2 separate regions of the Ovis aries genome follow, and region 1 is linked to region 2. The links are chromatin contacts, called in public Hi-C maps. All regions are on one chromosome and are shown on one strand. Each heading gives the region's core, a stretch centred on a gene start, on an enhancer-like site or on the middle of the called end of the contact. The rest is flanking DNA. Distances are from core to core; before and after follow the strand shown.

Region 1 (4,267 bases), core at 1,721-4,220, 280 kb after region 2:
GGTGAGGACCCCCCGGGCGAGAGGGCGCGGTCCCCCAGGGGCCCTGGTCGGCGACGGGGTGGGCTGGGAGCGCCTCCGTGCTTGCGGGAGACCCCAGGCTGCCGGGAGGTCTGTGGGGCTCAGAGGAGCCTGTGTGTGTCTGCAGCGGGGACCGCCTCCCAGCTGCACCCGGAGCTCCGTCTTGCCGTCTCCGCCTTCTTACAGGGGCCCGGCCCTAGAGCCACCGCCTCGGGGAAGCCCTTCCTTCCCCTGCCCTCCCCTCCCGCCAGGCCTCCTGGCCTCTCCCTCTCCAAACGGCCAGGGTCTACTGCCCCTCCTCCTCATCCGTTCCCACGCCGGGTGAACAGGAGCCGCGGGGACCACATGGACACCCAGCCTGAGCCCCGACGCGGGTGCTGGCAGAGCGCTGGCTTCTGACAGCCGCGGAGGCCACGGCCAACACTGCCCCTTCGGGCTGTGCCCTCAGCCCTGCCGGCCCCGTTCCCTGAGGGTGAAGGGGTGAGCCCCGCAGATGCCAGTCACTGTTGCCACCATCAAGGTCTTGATCCCTGTCTCCTCCCCGCTCTCCTGGAGCAGAGCCCTGTCTCCTGTTAATAATCTAGTGGCGTCCTGTAAGCTGCTCTCCTCCGGTCCCCGGCCCCTGGAGAAGGCCCACAGGCAACAGACACGAGCAGGTGTCACGTCCACGTTTGAGTCTCAGCCCAGCTGAGGGACCCAGGTGAGCTCCCTCCCATTCGGGGCCTTGACTCCCTTCGTGAGAAAGTGTGCTGAGAACACTAGGCTGGGGGGCGTTCAGGGAGGCTCTTGGAGACGATCACCCTCGCCCCCGCCCGTCACGAGCGCTCGGACGCACCTTGATGGCAAGTGTAATGTCCGCGTAGGCGCAGAAGCCCCCTCCCCGGTCGCTGGAGCAGTGGTGGAAGCCGCCGCCTGCGAGGACAGTCGTGGAGTGGGCAGGGCTGGGCAAGGGCACGCCCCAGGTGCCCCCTCCATCCTCCCAGGGACAGCTCTGGGCCTCCAGGCTGGCCAGGCAAACGGACCCCCCCGGGGCAGGTCACCGCCCCCGGGTCCCTGGGTCGGGGGGCAGCTCTGCCATCACGGCATCCGAGCAGCTGCCACCAGGCCCCAGGCCCAGCCCCGGGGCACTCACCTACGTTGATGGCCCAGCCGCGGTCCACTGCCAGCTTCCCCGCCTTTGAAAACAAGCACAGGCTGAGGCAGGCAGGGGCCGAGCGCTTCACTCACTCCTGCACTGACTCACTACCCCCGTGAACACTGCAGGCAGCTCCAAGGTGCGGATGAGCTGTGAGGTGGGGTACGGGGGGCACCACCCACCCCCACCCGGCAACCCCCCGGCTGGCCTCTGAGACGGCAGCGCGTCGTGAGCGCGCTCAGTAGCGTCCGACTCTGACCTCGAGCACTGCAGCCCACCAGGCTGCCCTGCCCACAGGATTTCCCAGGCCAGAATGCTGGAGGGGGCTGCCGTTCCCTCGTCCAGGGGACCTTCCCAACCCAGGGATCAAACCCACATCTCCTGTGGCTCCCGCACTGGCAGGCGGATTCTTTGCCACTGAGCCACCTGCAAAGTGTAGACCCCTGTGGTAACTGTGTCAGGGAACTGGAGGAAACCAGAGTTCCGTTCTCAGGCTTGCATGCGAGCTGACAAGGATTCTCACGTGGCTCTCGAAGGGAAAACAGACACAATTTTGCTCACGGAAATACTGTTGCTCTAGTCCTAAAATCATGTAGGAACCCATCATTCTGGGGTGAGCAGGAATATTCTAATAAACTTTGAAAGTGCACAGATTTGCAAAGCTAAGAAGAAAACTACAAGGGGTCAGCCGGTGTTGATCCAGGTCTGGGTTAGATCACTGTACATTTCAATCGTTTCCACTTCTTTTCCTCACTGTCTGTGGCTGACTTTCATTGGAAGGACTGATGCTGAAGCTGAAACTCTGATACTTTGGCCACCTGATGTGAAGAGCTGACTCATTGGAAAAGACCCTGATGCTGGGAAAGATTGAAAGTGGGAGGAGAGGGGGCCGACAGAGGATGAGATGGTTGGATGGCATTGCTGACTCAATGGACATGAGTTTGAGTAAACTCTGGGAGTTGGTGATAGACAGGGAGGCCTGGTGTGCTGCAGTCCATGGGGTCACCAAGAGTCAGACACGACTGAGCAACTGGACTGAGCTGACACGCGGTGTGAAACCCACTTTTGCCGCGAGTGTTGGTGACGGCCACACCCCGACGTGGGTGAGGGCCACCATCCACCGCCGAGATCACGGGTTTGTTTTCATCTGAAATGTGAGAAGCTCAGAGCCGCAGTTTTTGGACACACTCTTGGGAGGGCCAGCTGGTTAAGGACGCCTCTTACACACCAGCAAATACTCTAACAGGGGGTCTTGGGGGAAGAGCAGTGATTTCTATGGGAGAAGCTTTGGAAGAAAGTTCCTGTTGCCGCCTTGAAGAACATTTGTAATTTTGCTCAACTACTCAGCAGGACGAGGCATTCTGGAGGGAAAACCCCAGGTGGGCAAAGGCCCAGGGAGCGAAGGAGCCGGGGCTGGGGGCTCCCGCCCAGCCACTGCCCCCCACGCCCCACCTACCATTATGGTTCCTCCCGTCTGGGTCCGCAGGGGCCTGAGCACCTTCCTCTGCACCAGGAAGTTGGGCAGGAAGATGACCGGGGGGATCTCTGTGATGGTCGCGACGGCAAAGGACCACTGCAGGAAGAGACGTGGGCTGTTTGGCCTCCCTCTGCCCAACAGGCCCAGAGGCAGAAGATTCCCCCTGGACCAGCTTCAGGGCGCCTGGGGGGCTGTGGGCAAGTGCAGCTCCTCGGGTGAGAAATGGGGGCCCTCCCACCGTGGCTGAACTTCAGGTTCGGCTCAGAGATGCTCACAACAGGGTGTTCGTAAACTGAAGTCAGCGAAGGGCCTCATGGGCCAAGGCCCTCGGCTGCCCTCTTGTGTCCAGAAGGAGAACTGCAGGGGACGACCGATCACCACCCAGCCTACTCAGAACTGGCCTGGCCCGCACCCCGGGGCAGCAAGGCCCTGCGGGGGCAGGGAGAGGGGATAAGGAAGGAGGATCCTTCTTTACAAGGTCACAGAGAGTCATCGACAGAGTCCGGACTGGACGCCCAGGGCTGCTGGTGCCCCAGCGCAGCACGCCCCTTCATCCACCCGGAGTCAGCTATCCCTTCAGATGGGGCTGCACGCTCTCATCCCCTGCTGCCGAGGCAGGAGGGCCTGGGGCACCCAGACCAGGATATAGCCTCCCTTCGACCTCCCAGGCCCTGAGCAAGTGTCCATGCACCCTGGTCCTAGACCTCTCCTGCCTGGCTGGGAACACCCGCGATCCAGACCCTGCTCTCCACCAATGCTAGGCAGAGCCCTGCAGGGACCCTGGCACCTGGCAGATATTTCCCAAGAGCCTGGGGAGGCACCAGGCCTGGAGATGGAGCTGGTCTGTCCTCACGGACACACAGCAGCCTGGTGGGGAGGTGCTGACCTGCAATGTGACAGCTTTGCTGGGGGAGGGAGAGCACGGTCTGGCCGGACAGCTGCAAGACCACGTGTGAGTGAGCGGGGGCATATGTGTTGCACGTGTGTGGAGGACCCATAAATGGGAAGGCGGGGGCTCCACCTGTCTGTCACACCAACCCCAGCAGCAGCCCAGCACGTGGGAAGCAGGGAATGACTGTTCCCTGGAAGGGAGCGACGAGCCCCCGAAGGAAAACATCGACCTCTGCCTCCCTCCCACCCCCAGCAAGCCAGCAGGGGACAGAGAAGGAAAGAAAATGAAGCCACCGGCCCCAAAAGGAAATTAAGAAAGCAATTTCATTTACAAGGACATCAAAAAGAATAAATTAACCAACCAGGTACAAGACTCGTACGGTGGAAACTGCAAAATGCTGCTGAAAGAACGTAAAGTTCTGAATGAGGGGAAAGACATCGGTGCCCACAGGGTGGAAGACCTAGCCTTGTGAAGGCGGTTCTCTCCTAACTCATCTACAGACTCATAATCGCTACTGAAATCCCAATAGCGTTTTTTGATTTTTGTTTTTTTGCAGAAGTGGAGAAGCTGTCCTATAAACCTGGAGGTCCCATTTCCCGGGGACCCTCGGAGGCTCACCCTCGGGTACTCTGTGCACGGGGTCTGTGTCTCTGCTCTCACCAACTCAGGGCACCGTGGGGGGCAGCAACAAGGCCAAAGGTGTGCCCAGACTCCCTGGGGCTCCGGCCACAGTTTCCGGGACATC
Region 2 (4,650 bases), core at 2,060-4,559:
TCACCACAGGCTGCCCCAGGCAGCAGGTCACTGGGAGCCTGACTCTTGGGAATCTCCACGCCCTCCAAATACTTTAGTGATGAAAGCTTCGCCTCTGGTTTGTGTTGCTGACATTTTTCTCGTAAGCACAAATGAAGGCAGAGACTGTCTTACACACAATGTCCTTTCCTGATCAGTGGTGTCACCGAGTGGCATCTGTGGCCACCCCCATTGATTTAACATCCCAAATGCGTCCACGGCCCTTACTGTGCTCCAGGCCGCCTTCTGAGCACTTTACGTGTCTTAAACCTCACGATGCTCGGAGGTAGAACCTGTTACCACCCCCAGTTTACAGGAGTGCCAAGGAGAGCTGCGAGGACCTGCCCCAGGGTCACAGAGACAAACGTGGAGCCAGGCTTTGACCTCCTCTAAGAGCCCACACTTAAGAGCTGGTCCAGCAAGGACCCATTACTGCAGCCCTTGGGAACCAAGCAGCCGCTCTCTGACTCCAGCAGGGGGCGCCAAAGCCCCCTGCCCCAGCCCTGCCCCAGGCCAGCTGCAGGCGGCTCAAGAGGGGGGGTCTCTAAATGCCAAATGCCCTCACCTCCCTGGCAGGGTCTGACCGTGCAGGCTCCAGCCCTGCAGGCTCCTTGCTCCTTCCCGGCTCTCTCAGTGACTCCCAAGCTGCTCCTGCTGCTCCCGCCCCTAGCTGGTTCTCTCCATCATACTCAGCCTCTCTTTGGGGGCTTCCCCTGTGGCTCAGATGGTAAGGAATCTGCCTGCAATGCAGGACACCCGAGTTCAATCCCTGGGTCGGGACCCTGGAGCAGGGAATGGCAACCCACTCCAGTATTCCTGCCTGGAGAATCCCATGGAGAGAGGAGCCTGGCAGGCTACAGTCCACCAGGTGGCAAAGAGTCAGACTAACACGTTCACTTTCAGCCTCTCTGCCTCAAGGCAGTATTCCATCCCTGCCTTGGCTTAACCGACTGCTGGCTGCGGAGACCTCAGTCACCCTCGGAAGCCCACACCCTCTCTCCCGGCACACACGTTCACCTGTCCGATCAGTGACCTACAGGCACATCAAACTCGGTACCTCCAAAACCAAGTTCGTGGGCCTCAGACCAGCTTCTCCTGCCCGGCTCCGTGTTGTCCTCATCAACCACCCTGCCTTTCAGGGCAGAGGCCATCCTGGGACCTCTTCACCCCGTCTCCCTGCCTTCAGACTGTCTGCATCCACTGGTCTCCTTGAGTCTTGTCCAACCTGAGCCCTCTCTCCCAACAACCTCCCACCTCACGTCCTGCCTCCCTCTACCGGTCCTATAACAGCTGCCATGTGCCTCCTGAAGCACAAACCGGAGCCTGCCACAGCCCCGCTTCTGTTTCGGAGAAGGCCCACACTTATTCACTTTCCTTGTTGTGCAGTCACTGAGCCGTTCTGACTCTTTCAAACCCCACGGACTGCAGCACCCCGGGCTTCCCTGTCCCTCACCATCTCCTGGAGCTTGTGCCCTGAATTTATCCCTAGACCTCCTCTTGGGCCTCACCTTTTGCAGCCCTCCTACCCCATTCCCTCCAGCATTCCGTTCATATTGGCAAGAAGAGTAACACTGATCTCATAGTATCCTGAGAGGACTAAATGAGTTAATATGCTGATGTTCTTGATGACAGCACCTGGCATGCAGCACGTACTACCTCTGTGATGATTAAACTGGTCCTCAAACTACTTGCCTCTGGAGGGCAGACGCTGAATTATTTATTTGATCCACCTGCCCCAACGTCCTGGTTGTGAACCAGTCCCTGGTTCTGAATGTCCCCTAATATTTGTGACCTGGGCGTGTCTTTGGTCCAAGAATGACGGTGCGTGTAGAGAAGAAAGAGCGCATTTGAGGGCCTTCTGGAGGCAGGCTGCTCAGGGCTGGGAGAAACACAGGCAGAGGATAGCTGCTCGCCTGCCCATGGAGCTCCACGGGATCCACACCCCATCTCCCTGCTCCAGCCTCGCTGGCCTTCCTTCTCTCTGGAGCACAGCCCTCATCCCCTCCTGCGGCTCCTGCCCACCTGTGAGCCTCTGTCCTGCCTTCTGCTTCCTGTACTGCCGGACCCTCTCCTCCCTGCCCTTCAGGCCTCACGTCTAAAATCAACCCTCCAGCCCCAGAGCTCTCTCTCACCATCACTCTGTCTTATCATCTGCACCTGCCCCTCTGACGTCTCCAATTATGCACTTGTTTACTTAGGGTCTGCCTCCCCCACCAGCTCGGAGAGAAGGATATTGTACTTATTCCTTAAAATATCCGCCGCGCCCACGCTGGGGCGTGGCACAGACATCTGTGCAATGGGAATGGACGCTAGAATAGTGGTTTTCATTGACCTTGTGTGATTTAGCAAAGCCGTTCAGAAGTGATAACCCTGGGGAGCCGGGAGCTGTTCACTAGAGTCACGCACGCCTTGTTTGCAATCTGGCTCGGCCACTCCTCCAAGCTGGTGTCTTTGGGAAAACACCTTCGCTGCCCTGAGCCTCGATTTCTTTCGTTGCAATCTGAGTCCCAAAGCCCCTAGCTCACTGGACTGGGCTGTGTATCATGGGAAGGGGTCAGGACCTCTGGTCAGCTTGGACGCTGTCCCCGCGAGCGAGCCAGGCCTACCTGCACTGCCCGCCAGGTGTCGCCGCGAGCGCGCGCCGAGCCGCCGGCTGCGCCCGGAGCCCTCGGGCGGCTCGCGCGCCCCGCGTCTGGGCTGCGAGCGGGGAGTCCAGGCCTCCAGACTGTCCTCCAGGAGCGGGATTCCAGCGGAGGCTGTCTCACCTGGGCACCCACCTGCCGCCCCGCCTCGAATGGACGGGGGTGAGGACGAATCCGCTGAGCCAAGTCATCCTCCTCCGCCACTAGCCCTGCGAAAGGGGGCGCCCTCCCCCGAAGCTGGGGAGAGGGGAGTGAGCTCTCCACGACCCCCACCCCCCAGCTCCGAGCACTCGGAGGGACCGGGAGGCAGGCCCGGGCGCGAGTGAGGGTTCTCGGCCGAGCCCCGATTCCCCCCAACCGGAGGGCCGTCCCTGCGCGTCCGTTCGCCCCGCAGTCGGCGAGTTGGCGCCGGAGGGGCGGCTCGTGCGGACTCCCGTTGCCCCCCACCCGGCTGGGCGCCCCGGAGCCGGGAGGGGGCGCCGCGGGAGCGCGTGGGGCAAGCGCGAGCGCGCTCGGAGCAGGCGGCCCTGTCCCGCGGGCGCGGGGGCGCGGGGCGGGCGCTCCGCGGAGGCGGGCGGGGAGGGGGCGGGGGACGGTGGGAGGGGCGGGGGCGGGCGGCTGCAGCGCCCCCGCACGCCCCGCGCCTCGCACATTCGCCCCGGCCGCTCGCGCGCAGCCCGGCGTCGCCCCGCGCCGCGCTCGCTCCTCCCTCCTTCCCGGGGCTCGGTGGCTCCCGCGCTCCCGGCGAGGCTCCGGCGCCGAGCGCGCGGACGGGCGGACGACAGACGGCCTCGGGAAGCCTCGGCCCGCGCCTCCAGGGCGGGCTATGTGGATTGCCCCGCCAAGGCCGGCCCGCGGGATCAGCCCGGCCCGGCCCGCGGCCCCGGCGGCCAGCGGGGACTATGAACCGGAAAGCGCGGCGCTGCCTGGGCCACTTCTTTCTCAGCCTGGGCATGGTCTACCTCCGGATCGGGTAAGGGCCGCTCGCACCCCCTGCACGCGCGTCCCGGCAAAGTTGGCGTGTCTCGGGGAGGGGTTGAGCCGCTCGCGAGCCGCCGCCGGCCGCCAACTTCGTTGGCTCCGCAGATAGGCGGAGGCGGGTGAGGTGCGGGAACGGTGGGCGCACAGAGGGCCCCCGCAGGCGCGAGCCCCAGGGGCGCGCACAGCTCCAGAGACACGGCCGTCCCGGGAATGCCCGAGGGAGGAAGCCCCCTCCCCCGACCCCAAGCCAAGGACAACCCGCAGGGACGCTCCAGCGCGGGGGACCCTGAAGAGGTCGCCTGCTGCAAAGGGTCAGCGCCTCCCAGGGACACTCGGACCGGGTCATGGGACCACCAGCCAGGACCACAGCAGCTCCCAGGGAGCTCAGCCCCCAGAGCCCAAGAGAAAGTGCCCACAGAGGGGCGGGCACAGCCGCTCCTAGTGCAGGGCAGTCCCCGGGTGGCAGGCAGGGCGGGTCTGCGAGCAGGGAACAGGTACCCGCAGGGAGGCACGTTCGCTGGGCCAAAGCACAGAAGCCCGGGCACCACGCGTTTCCAGGAACCCTCAGACCCCCGGGGCCGAGGGGACAGCGCCAGCCACCCGAGCAGACGCACACAAGGGTAGAGCTGGAGATGGACCGAGACAACCAGGGACGCAAGCTCGCGAGCCAGCGCCGGCGAGAGGCGGGACAGCCCGCCCCCTAAAGCTGGGCACCCGAGGCGGCCGGCGCGTCCGCGAGCGGCCCTCCCCGTCTCACCCTGGCGTTTCTCGGGGTTGGGCCGGGGGCGGCGCTCGGGCTGGAAGGTGGGAGGGGGCGGCCCGGGACGCGTCTTGGAGCTGCGTTTGCAGGGCCGGTCACCCTTTGTACTTCGGAGATAGTGCGCGTGAAGCGTGAGGGTGGGGGCTCCAGGGATGGATGGGGGGTTCCGGCGCGCCGGGGCCACCTCGGCAGGTTTCACGAGAGCGGCGCCCCCAGCTCCGCTTGGGGAGGGGACGGACTGCAGGATCT

The links. A called contact is a pair of places that touch in the nucleus more often than the background predicts.
Region 1: a contact with region 2 is called in a Hi-C map of hypothalamus, with 4 times the contacts expected there. The contact joins the enhancer-like site here to the promoter of WNT7A in region 2. A contact is called at or near these places in 5 of 16 Hi-C or Micro-C datasets (hypothalamus, liver, muscle and 2 more).

What each region holds. Positions count from the first base shown.
Region 1 is chr19:58,343,396-58,347,662 of ARS-UI_Ramb_v3.0, forward strand. HDAC11 (histone deacetylase 11) reads right to left here. Exons shown (of 10, transcript XM_027957834.2): 4 at 2,610-2,726; 5 at 1,151-1,193; 6 at 854-930. Among named protein-coding and RNA genes, the nearest start is that of HDAC11, 8.7 kb to the right of the region's middle. Within about 2 kb of position 2,971, at least 8 of the 54 cell types and tissues checked have an H3K27ac peak or open chromatin away from gene starts, as enhancers often do. A contact at or near this core is called in hypothalamus, where this site is marked.
Region 2 is chr19:58,063,087-58,067,736 of ARS-UI_Ramb_v3.0, forward strand. It overlaps WNT7A (Wnt family member 7A), which reads left to right and starts at 3,310. Exons shown (of 4, transcript XM_027957827.3): 1 at 3,310-3,633. The coding sequence starts at 3,563.